2 separate regions of the Mus musculus genome follow, and region 2 is linked to region 1. The links are chromatin contacts, called in public Hi-C maps. All regions are on one chromosome and are shown on one strand. Each heading gives the region's core, a stretch centred on a gene start, on an enhancer-like site or on the middle of the called end of the contact. The rest is flanking DNA. Distances are from core to core; before and after follow the strand shown. Region 1 has its middle 33 kb from the start of Gm41927. Region 2 overlaps Vps4b (vacuolar protein sorting 4B).

Region 1 (4,866 bases), core at 1,669-4,168:
AGAGGAGAACAGAGGAGAAGGGAGGGAGGGAACAGGACAGGGCAAGAGAAGACAGTGAAGTAGAGATGTGTTCTTCACTGGAGGCTGCCATTCTGTTCCCAGCCCCTGGAAACACTTGATCCTTTCACTCTCTATTGGGCAATCGATAGCTGAATCTACACCAGCCGTAGACACATGGCCTCGATTTGATTTATAACACATCAAGGTTATAACAACCAAGGGGAACCTGGCCTCCCTCTCGGTATTGTCTCTGCATCACCTCTGCCCATACTGCCAACAAGCCTTTATTCTGAATCCACACCACCACAGGAGGGTGATTGGCTGCTCTTTAAGATTTACCAGTGTGCCCTGAGCTCTGCACCAGCCTTCCTGGCTGCTCCAGACAGCAACACTTCTCTTTCTTACCTTGGGAGCTGAGACCCACAGACACCCAATGGACCTGCTACTCAAACGCCCTCAGTCATGTCAGTCAAAATGTGAACCTGCACGCCCAACTCCATTCTTGCCTTTGACTGGAAAGAAATTAAACGATCAAGACAAAGATTCTAACAGGAAATGAAAACAACCTAATTTTATCAAACCAGAACTAATGACTCCATGGAGGAGTGCACAGGCCTTGCTGCTCTGGCTCAGGCCCTAAATAAGATACACACATGTTATAAACCACACATGTGTTAAGGATGTAGCTAAGCCTTACCTCAGTCAGATGACTAACGGATGCCATACCTTGTTTATTTGTTTTGTTCAGCCTGCCCCCTTACAGCCCCGGGAAAAGGAGCTGTTGTTTCAGCTTATTATTTGGGAAGAGCAGATTAACCACTTAGAGGTTGTCCTTCTTTTTCATTGGTGAGCTTTTGGTGGCTGGGGATGGGCTTGAACCTTCCAAAGAGAACCAGTGGGGCATGTACGTACTGGTCTGAGGATGAGGACAAGGAAATGTTAGGAACACATGAGGCCTGGGGATAGCACGGTCAGCCACCCACTGTGGAAGTGAGCCTAGCCAGGGATGCTGCCCAGCTACAAGCAGGTAGGAGGACAGCAGGATGCAGGATCAGACACATCAGATCTCAGGCTCCTGAGTGCCCCTCTCCCACCTTTCAGTATGGATTTTATCAGGCAGTCCCATGATCCAGCCTTCTGGAGTAGGAGCACAGTATTCTGAGAAATATAATCCCAGGAAATAGATTAATGGCTGGTCTGAATAAATTCTGTAAATAGCTTCAGTTGATCAAACTATGGCTCCAGAAACTTTTAAGAAAAACAATATTGTAAGTTTGAGCCTGGCATGGTGGTACACACCTGTACTTTCAGCACCAGGGAGGCTGACACAGGAAGGTTGTGAATCTGAGGCCAACCTGGGCTACCCAGTAAAACTCTGAGGCCAACCTGGGCTACCCAGTAAAACTCTGGATCAAATAAGCAAAACCCTCAGATTTGGTATCACAAGAATACGAAATGGCCCATTTTGAAATCCATGTTAACACATGGCAAGACTCAGCCACGTTCTGCATCGTCCATTAGCTATGTGGTGTGTGAATGGCAAAGCCATTGAGAGAGACCTGTGTCAGCAACGTTCACACCTCTGCGGATCAGCAGATCCTTTCTATGGCATCCCGGGAGCTGCAGCACTACCTTTCTGAACACTAAAGCAAGAAGTCCCCACCTTCCCACGACTTTCTCCCTCTGTCTTTCATCCTACATGGCCTAGCTCGGAGCCTGCAGACAAATGTCTCTGAGCTGACAAATGCCTCTGAGCTGCTCACACAGAAGTTCTAGGGACCAAGCTGCATACGTAATACAACTAACAGGCTTGGTACTGGAGAAGAGGAGGGAATGCGGCCCACAAGGAATCTTGGCATCAGATGCTCTACTGTCCACTTCTCAGGTTAGCTCCCAGATCCCTCTATTCTTGATCGATTCAGCACCATGCCCTTAACTGGGAAGCCCCCCCACCCCACCCCCACACACGAGCATCGAACCCCAGGTGACTGTTGAGGTTGGAATCTCAGTTCTCCGGGGGAGAATATGCCTTCTTCTCTAGCCACTGGACAGAAATAAACGCTAGGACAGAGGCTTAAGTCATCATAACAAGGACTTTTAAAATTGGGAAATGTATTTTTTTCTCCAAAGGGGACAAAGGTTTCTTGGCACTCCGGGTAGGTTAATGAAAGCACACATCACAGGCAGCAGATGGTTCTTCTTTTATTTCCAGTAATAATTGTGGTCAGGGAAAGGGTGAGAGAAACGCAAGGGCCTTTTGATCCCTGAAGCTGAAATATGAAATGCAGACTGCATTTAGTGGCTCTCAGAAAACAATAAGAAATCGTGCCTTGGAAAATATATCAGACAATGGAAAGAAAAGTTTCCTTCTGAGCTACTAATTGTTAGGTTGTTTTCTCAGGCTGAGTGCCTCATGACCAGTGAAGCCAGGTGTGAAACACAGTACCTGGCAACCGAGCACCTGGGTGATCTGCTCTTCTGAGCCATGAGAAAGAGACTGAACCTCATGCTCTACCTTCCATTTGGTCTTGATTTACACAGTGCTGCTTGTTTGTTTTTCTGCTTTAGGCATGGCCTCACGTAGCCTTGGCGGACCTTAAACTCACTCGGTAGCTGAGGATGACCCTGCCTCCACCTCCCAAGAGCTAGGAGTTTATGCAGTGCTTCGAATAGAACCCAAAACTTCGTGTATGCTGGGCACAAGCACTCTACCAACTGAACTACGCCCACAGCCTGTTTTTTATATGTTTGATTGCTTACTTTCTAGCACATGGTGGCCCTGCAGTTGCCTCCTTTTTCTTGGGGGTGGGGGTTGCCAGCTGCTAGAGCCCACACAGCTGCCGTGGCCTCCAATTCCCTTCAGAAGTTCTGAGCTTTGTAGCAGATTGACAAGAGTTCAAAGTTCAGCCTCTTTCCAGCATCAACATGGCTGCCAGGACTTTATACCCGACTGCTGTGCTGCAAGCAAAGCTGTCTCGACATCCTTGACTGTAGTGTGGCTAACCTGCAGTCTTGGAATGGCTTTCCTTGCATCCAAGAGCCAAGCATGAGTGCGGCTTTGGGGACAGCTGTGTCATTTGAAAGATGTACTAGTGTAAAATATGCCCACAATGGGGATGTCCCACAGTAACAGAAATACATTTCTTACATTCTAGAGGCCAGAAGAGATTGGCAAGGCCATTGTTCCCCTACAGATTCTGAGCAGGATCCTTTCTCATCCCTTCCTGGCTTCTGGGTTTTGCTAATCATCCTTGGTTTGTGCTTGCATCCTCTAGCCTCTGCTCTCTGGTCCCAGAACTTTCTTCTGGGTTTCTCTGTGTATCCTTTTCTGTTAAATGGACAATCTCATTGAGCCTGGGAGTCACCCTTGACACATCTTTCAACAACTCTTTAAAACAACCCATTTACCAATAAGCTCACATCCTGAGGTTCCAGGCAGATATGGACCAAGTCCAGGTCTCTCAGCATCTTTGTTCTGTAAAACCTAACCTTGACAATGGGATGTGCAAAGATACATGTCTCTAAAGAGGGTGAAGATGGTGGCTGCTGCTTCAAGGACCTCCCTACCTGCTTACCTCTTGGCTGAAAGCATTCCCCTTACCCAAAATAGTTTTTCAACGATTTGACTCAATCTTCAAGACTCTGTCCTCAGGGAAAGAGAAAATTTCTCCAGGGGCTTTTCTCCAGGAGTCAAGAAGAGGCTGGCATACATTTGAGTCATCTGGCTTTGGAATAGGAGGGGCCCTCACAAAAGCCATCTGCCCCAAGAATTGGGGGTGGTTGGGAAAGAGAGTCTGTCAAATTAAATAATTTCCCTGAGAAATTACCATTGCTTGTGGTCTTCAGGTGCTATGCTTCTGTTACAAACCATGATGAAGTAACCTCCCCCTTGAAGTTAGCTCTCCTGCTCTTGTTTGGGAAATGAGGTGGGGCATGGATGGAGAAAGGGGAAAGCTTGGGACTGAGGAAATCCAACAGGAGAACCTGCAATCCATCCCAGGAACCAAGTAGAAAACAAGGCACAGTGGCATGTGTTTATAACCCCAGTGCTGGTGAAGCAGATACAGGGAGATCTCTGGAGAACTCTGGCTATCCAGGCTGGCCTGATACCAAGTCCCGGGTCCCAATGAGAGATCCTGTTTCCAACAAGGTGGGAGAAATCTAAGGAATAACTCCTGAGTTTGACCACTCCCTTTCACGTAGACACATACACACATGTGCATGCACAAGAACACATGAAGACAAGCTTACATGCACAGACACATGGACATGGAGATAGAGTGGACCGATCACGAAGGAGCAGCATGTCAAAAGGTAGAGAACACACACATCATTCAACTCAAACTTACGGCTCTACCATGCACCCATGTTGCAAATTGAGATTGGCCCACACGTTAGAATCCCGTGTGACAAGTGTGGCTGAGCTGAAGGCTGTGCCAGAAAAGATGCCAAGACTGCATCTGGGCAACCTGGGCAGAGCCATGAGAGCGTCATGGTGCAGCACACAAACATCTCCAGGGACGCGTGCCACAAATTAGTCATTCCTAGTGTGTCGCTTTTAAAGGACCATTCCCAAAATGTGTTCTTGCCAGACATAGGTAGCAGATTTTCATGCTCTGGTATAAAAATATACAAACAACAACATCACAGAAAGGAGCTATTTCTATGCCTTTACTCTTTCCCATATTTCTAAAGACATCTGGCTGTACAATGTACAAGTCCTGTGATTTTGAATCACAGATTCTCAGAGGCAAGACTCTTGCATCTGTTTATACATGCTTGGTATTGGTTGTGTAACCAGGATTGCTGGGCACACACCAAACCTAAACTAAGTGAGTTGGAGTTGGTGTGGATGGATGATGGGAA
Region 2 (5,221 bases), core at 2,332-4,831, 870 kb before region 1:
CTTAGCTTTATTTTAGTAAGTTTAAGAGGAATGATGCTTCAAAATTGACAAACAGTTTTGTATCTCAGTGAAAATCTTCATACAAAGTTTTGCAAAATGAGTTTTTGTTGTTTACTCTGTACCTCAGGGATGTACCCTGACTCAGAGCATCCCCCCTACTTGAGCCTTCCATATGCTGGGATTACGGGCATGAGCATGCTTGCCTAGGAAGATAGATTTTTAGTTGCAAAAAAATAAGAGATTTATGTCTGATATGGGCAAAGTAGCAATCACCTGAATACCAGCATTTGGGAGAAGACAGGAGAGCCAAGAAGTCAAGGTTATCCTCAGGTTTGTAGCAAGTTCCAGACCAGCTCGGACTATGTGAAACCCTGTTTAAAACAATAGCAAGTCTTATGCAATTCAGCTACAGGAGCAGTATGTAGACTGTTTGCAGCTCCTCGGCTCCCTGAAGCCCTCTTTAATTGCATAGTAAAAAGCAGTTGAGTACTTGGCACTTTTATCCCCTTCACTTAGACAGCACCTGATACCTCCAGAGGAAATGTGTGAGGTAGGTTAGAAAGCCTGATTCCAAAGGAAGGCCAGCTAATAAAGGTAAGGTAGGAAAAACGTTTACAAATGTCACTGCCCCACTGCCCCGGGGATCTGGAAAACATTGTCCCTCACTGCTTCCTCTCAGTTTCCAAATGCCTGAATTTAATGAAGCCAAGTAAAAATAGTAATTACGTATAGTACAGGATTATTCAGAATGAACTCATACTAAGAGCATTTTGTGTAATGTTTATTTTGAAAGATTTTAAGTAGTTTTACTATTTTGAATTTAGAGAATTATGGTAACCCTTATTTTGTATTATGAATCATTACTTTTCATCACAAGTTCAGAATTCAGTCTTGTGAGATGTGCTTTTATGCTTTAAATTCCAGACATAGAAACAGCCAAAAAGGACTCAAAAGTTGTGTGAGAAAGACTAAACCCCTCAAGATTTGTTCCCTGACTATTTTGCTTCTAATTTTAGTTTTCAGCGTATTATAGATAGTCTTCCCTTGAGGTAGGTAGGAATATGTGTGCGCATGAACACTTAAGTATGTGTGCATTTTACTCTGATCGAATTCACCCTATCTTAGTATAATAAAGACTATCCAGCTAATCATCTGGGATTTTTCTAAACCTGCTCATTTCACATAGAAATTAAGCTTATATGCTTTACATCATCTGTGTAATTTCTTTTATTTTAAGATTTGAGAAACGTATTTATATTCCTTTGCCCGAAGCCCATGCCCGAGCAGCCATGTTTAGACTGCACTTGGGCAGCACTCAGAACAGCCTCACAGAAGCAGACTTCCAAGAACTTGGGAGGAAGACGGATGGCTATTCAGGAGCAGATATAAGTATCATTGTACGGGATGCACTTATGCAGCCTGTGAGAAAAGTTCAGTCAGCTACTCACTTCAAAAAGGTAAGAAGCATTACTTGACCCTGTCGTGTACTTTTTAAGTGAAACTTCAGGACTGTCCCTGGCTTATTTTCCAAAGAAGCTGAAATGGCTTCAGTGTTGTATGATAATGTAATAAATATATTCCTGCTGCATTGAAAATATTTTCTCCAGTGAACATTATTTATGGTCCTAAAGATTGTGTTTTTTTAAGAAGTAATGTGAGGCATTTCTGAGTCATTCTGGTGCAAGTGCAACAGCTCACATGGATGAGAGGCTGCTTTGAGCATAGCCAGAGCAATTGGGAGCAAAATCTGCTACATTTTCACCACATCATAAAAGTAGATCCAGTACATGCTTAGCCTGGCCTTTCTCTGTCCACACTGTCCAGCACTGTGTCAGAGAGGAAACAAGAGGTACAGTGTTAGCAGTGAATCTGAAACTTGGGTGCTAACACACACAATTCTGTGTATTGTAGTTCACAGGGGCAAAGGTATGATGGAGTGTATTTCAGAATCTGAAGTCAGGATTGTCAGCCTTTTCTGCCTTTCCCATATGAATGAATTGAGCTATCTGATTCGGGTACCAGTTGATGAGAAGATTATAGTCTTACTATGTAATTCTTGTTGTTGTTTCTTAAATGGAGATAGCACTCTTTGAAGAATTATTGTAAGGATCTTGTGAGATAATGTTTACACACAACACTAATGATAGTAGCTGACTATTCACTGTGTGTTCTTCTCAGCCATTTCCTCACTAACGTGTAGTGCTTTTGTACAGTAGCAGCTTGTTAGAGAGAAATGTGGTTCAGGATTAAATATATGCCATAGCCATCATATTTTCTTTTTAATTCCCTTTGCACTTAGAAAATAAATTCTTAGGACCTTAGACTTTTCTTACCTAGAATTTGTCACTCATTTCTACATTTTGGTACCAGGGACCTCATATGTGAACATGAAGCCAGGTCTTAATATCATAAAGGCTAAAGCAAGCATAATTTTTAAAAACCATAATTAGTAATGTATCTTAATTGTACAGATTAGTGGCTTCACTGTGATATCTGCATCACACATGGATAGTGTTCTTTATAATCTAATTAGCTTTAACACTAGGGTTTTGGATCACCATCTGCAGTAGATATTCCCATGTTTCCATCCTTCCACTTTTGAAACTGTTACAACTAAAAGAACAGACGTATTTGCCTGTTTATTTCAGTTATCTAACATAGTAAGTCTGAGCCCAGAGTCAGTCAGGATGTAATCAGCCAAAAACAAAGACAAAAATCCCTGGTCTCATGCAGTTGAGAAAAAAATATAGATATAAACTTAAGTGTGAGTGTGTACACAGTAGGTTTGTACACAGTTAAGGAAGCCAGGGTATATTTTACACCTATTCAGTCTTGAAATAAAGGTGATCATCATGAAATAGACTTGAAAGCAACCACCTAAATAAATATATGCTACTTTGTAACAAAGGGTTGTTTTCTAGATATTGCTAAAATCTTGCTTTAACTAAGTTACATTTCATGAAATCACATAGACATTATTAAGCATGTAATTTTATTTCTGTCCTAGTTTTATATTGCTGTGATGAAACAATATAACCAAAAGCAGTCTGGGGAGGACAGGGTTTGTTTATTTGGCTTACAGGCTGATGATACTCCATGGTAAAGAGAAGTCAGAGCAGGAACCTAGAAACAGAAACTGATGCAGAGACATGGAGGAGTGCTGCTCAGTGGCACTCCTTTCTAGAAACACAGGACATCCAGTACAGAGGTGATATCACCCACAGTGGGCTGGATCTCCCCACGCAAGTCATAATCAAGAAAGGATCCATGGACTTGCCTGTAGGCCATCTGATAAAAGCATTTTTCTCAATAGAGATCCCTTCTTCACACATGATTCTCCCTCCTGTCAAGTTGACAAAAAGCCAACTAGCATAGTATGTATATGTCTTCTTAGTTTCTTTTCTATGCTCTGAAGAGACACCATGACCAAGGCCAAGACAGCTTATAAAAGAAAACGTTTAACTGAAAGCTTGCTTGTATTTTTTAGATGGTAATTCCATGACCATCATGGTAGGTAGCATGGCAGGAGGCAGACAGGCACGGCACTGGAGCAGTAACTGAGAGCTTACTTTTTTTTATTGGCAAGTGTCAGGCAGAGAGAGTGTGACCTGGGCTTTTGAAACCTCCAAGTCAAAGCTCAATGACACACTTTTCCAACAAGGCCATACCTCCTAATCCTTCCTAAGCCCTCGGCCACCTGGAGACCAAACCTTCAAATGTGTGAGACTGTGGGAGCCGTCCTCATTTAAACCAGCACACATGGGATTCTCAAGTTTTTGTTAAGAGAGAGACCTAAAGATTGAGTAATTTAAGACTAATCCTACACAATATCTCAAGCTTTCTTTCAGGCATGGAAAAGAGCAACTTGGGAGAGTTTTGTAATGTTTGTTTTGATCTATAATGTAACTACCACTTAATAAGCATTACAGGAAGAATAGGGTAGCTAGAAGGAGCTGTTTCTTTTTCAAAACTTTTCTTTTTAACCCTAGTTTATTTTTCCTTATATATTCTATTTTTCCTAGAGTAAATATTTTAAATACAATCTAAAAATTAATGTATTTTGCCGAAGACTATCCCCTTTTTGGGTTTCCTATCTGCATGGAATGGGTCTCTAGTTGCAGGTGGACAAGGAGTCAGTGAATGAATGACAAACAGAAGCGACACACGAGATTCTGTAGAATCTGAATGCAATTTGACAAATCAAGCATCAGACTTTTTATACAGAAAATAGGGAAGTTAGGTGACATATCGGCCAGGTACAAATGAGATTACCGGATTCTTATACAAAACAGAGGAATGCAAACATGGAAGGACTGGCAAGAACCAACTGGGATAAAATTCAGTGTTTAACAACTGGGATCAAAAACAGTTCCACCTAAGGTCCACTTAATCTTAGAAGCCAGGGTCAAGGGTCGTTTCCATGAACTTTTCGCCTTGGAACGGTGCCCAGGTTTTGGGGGCCTGTCGCGCTTGTCACTGCTGGAGTGGATGTAGCAATATTTTTAACTTTTCTGATAGTGACCGGAATCTTAATTCTTATTTCATTTACTCAGATGAAATCAAGTCACTATCATTACAGGTTCGAGGACCCTCAAGAGCTGATCCTAACTGCATTGTAAATGACCTGCTGACACCCTGCTCTCCGGGAGACCCTGGGGCTATTGAAATGACATGGATGGATGTTCCTGGAGATAAACTCTTGGAGCCAGTTGTTTCCATGGTGGGACATTTTAAAATTTTATACACTTATATGTCATTTCGTTTCTATAGCACTAGAGAATGTTATGATCAAGCTCATGTATTTAATACTTGAAGAGAATTGTAAGTATTAATTTTGTTTACATGTAAAAATAGTTATCTAAAGGTGTGAGACTTGTGTTAATGAAAAGGTTGTATTTTGAAAGCACAATTTGCTCTGACTTAAGTCATCCACAAAATTCTCACATATATTGCACAAAATATTGTTAGGGCTTAATTAAAATATGAGTTTTGTCCTGAATCGCACATGTTTAAAAATAACCAGAAACATCAACTCTTGTGTGATAGTATTGATAAATAGTATTGTTTTGTTTTACTTTCTTAGGCTGCATAGAAAGTTTAAATCATGGAGTTCTTTAAATTTTTAATTGAAAACATTAACCTTTTTCTCAAATACTGTATAAGACTTTGGGAACATTTTTTTTTATTGTGTGTACATTTACATTGTAGAAATTAAAGTAAC

The links. A called contact is a pair of places that touch in the nucleus more often than the background predicts.
Region 2: a Hi-C map of liver shows a contact between it and region 1, with 3 times the contacts expected there. The contact joins two enhancer-like sites. A contact is called at or near these places in 1 of 39 promoter capture datasets (liver), 1 of 484 Hi-C or Micro-C datasets (liver) and 1 of 115 datasets of contacts at active chromatin or transcription factors (memory CD8 T cells).

The regions. Positions count from the first base shown.
Region 1 is chr1:105,898,388-105,903,253 of GRCm38.p6, reverse strand. No RefSeq gene overlaps it. Among named protein-coding and RNA genes, the nearest start is that of Gm41927, 33 kb to the left of the region's middle. Within about 2 kb of position 2,918, at least 9 of the 459 cell types and tissues checked have an H3K27ac peak or open chromatin away from gene starts, as enhancers often do. A contact at or near this core is called in liver, where this site is marked.
Region 2 is chr1:106,773,506-106,778,726 of GRCm38.p6, reverse strand. Vps4b (vacuolar protein sorting 4B) reads left to right here. Exons shown (of 11, transcript NM_009190.2): 9 at 1,238-1,457; 10 at 4,580-4,720. Among named protein-coding and RNA genes, the nearest start is that of Kdsr, 16 kb to the right of the region's middle. Within about 2 kb of position 3,581, at least 6 of the 459 cell types and tissues checked have an H3K27ac peak or open chromatin away from gene starts, as enhancers often do. A contact at or near this core is called in liver, where this site is marked.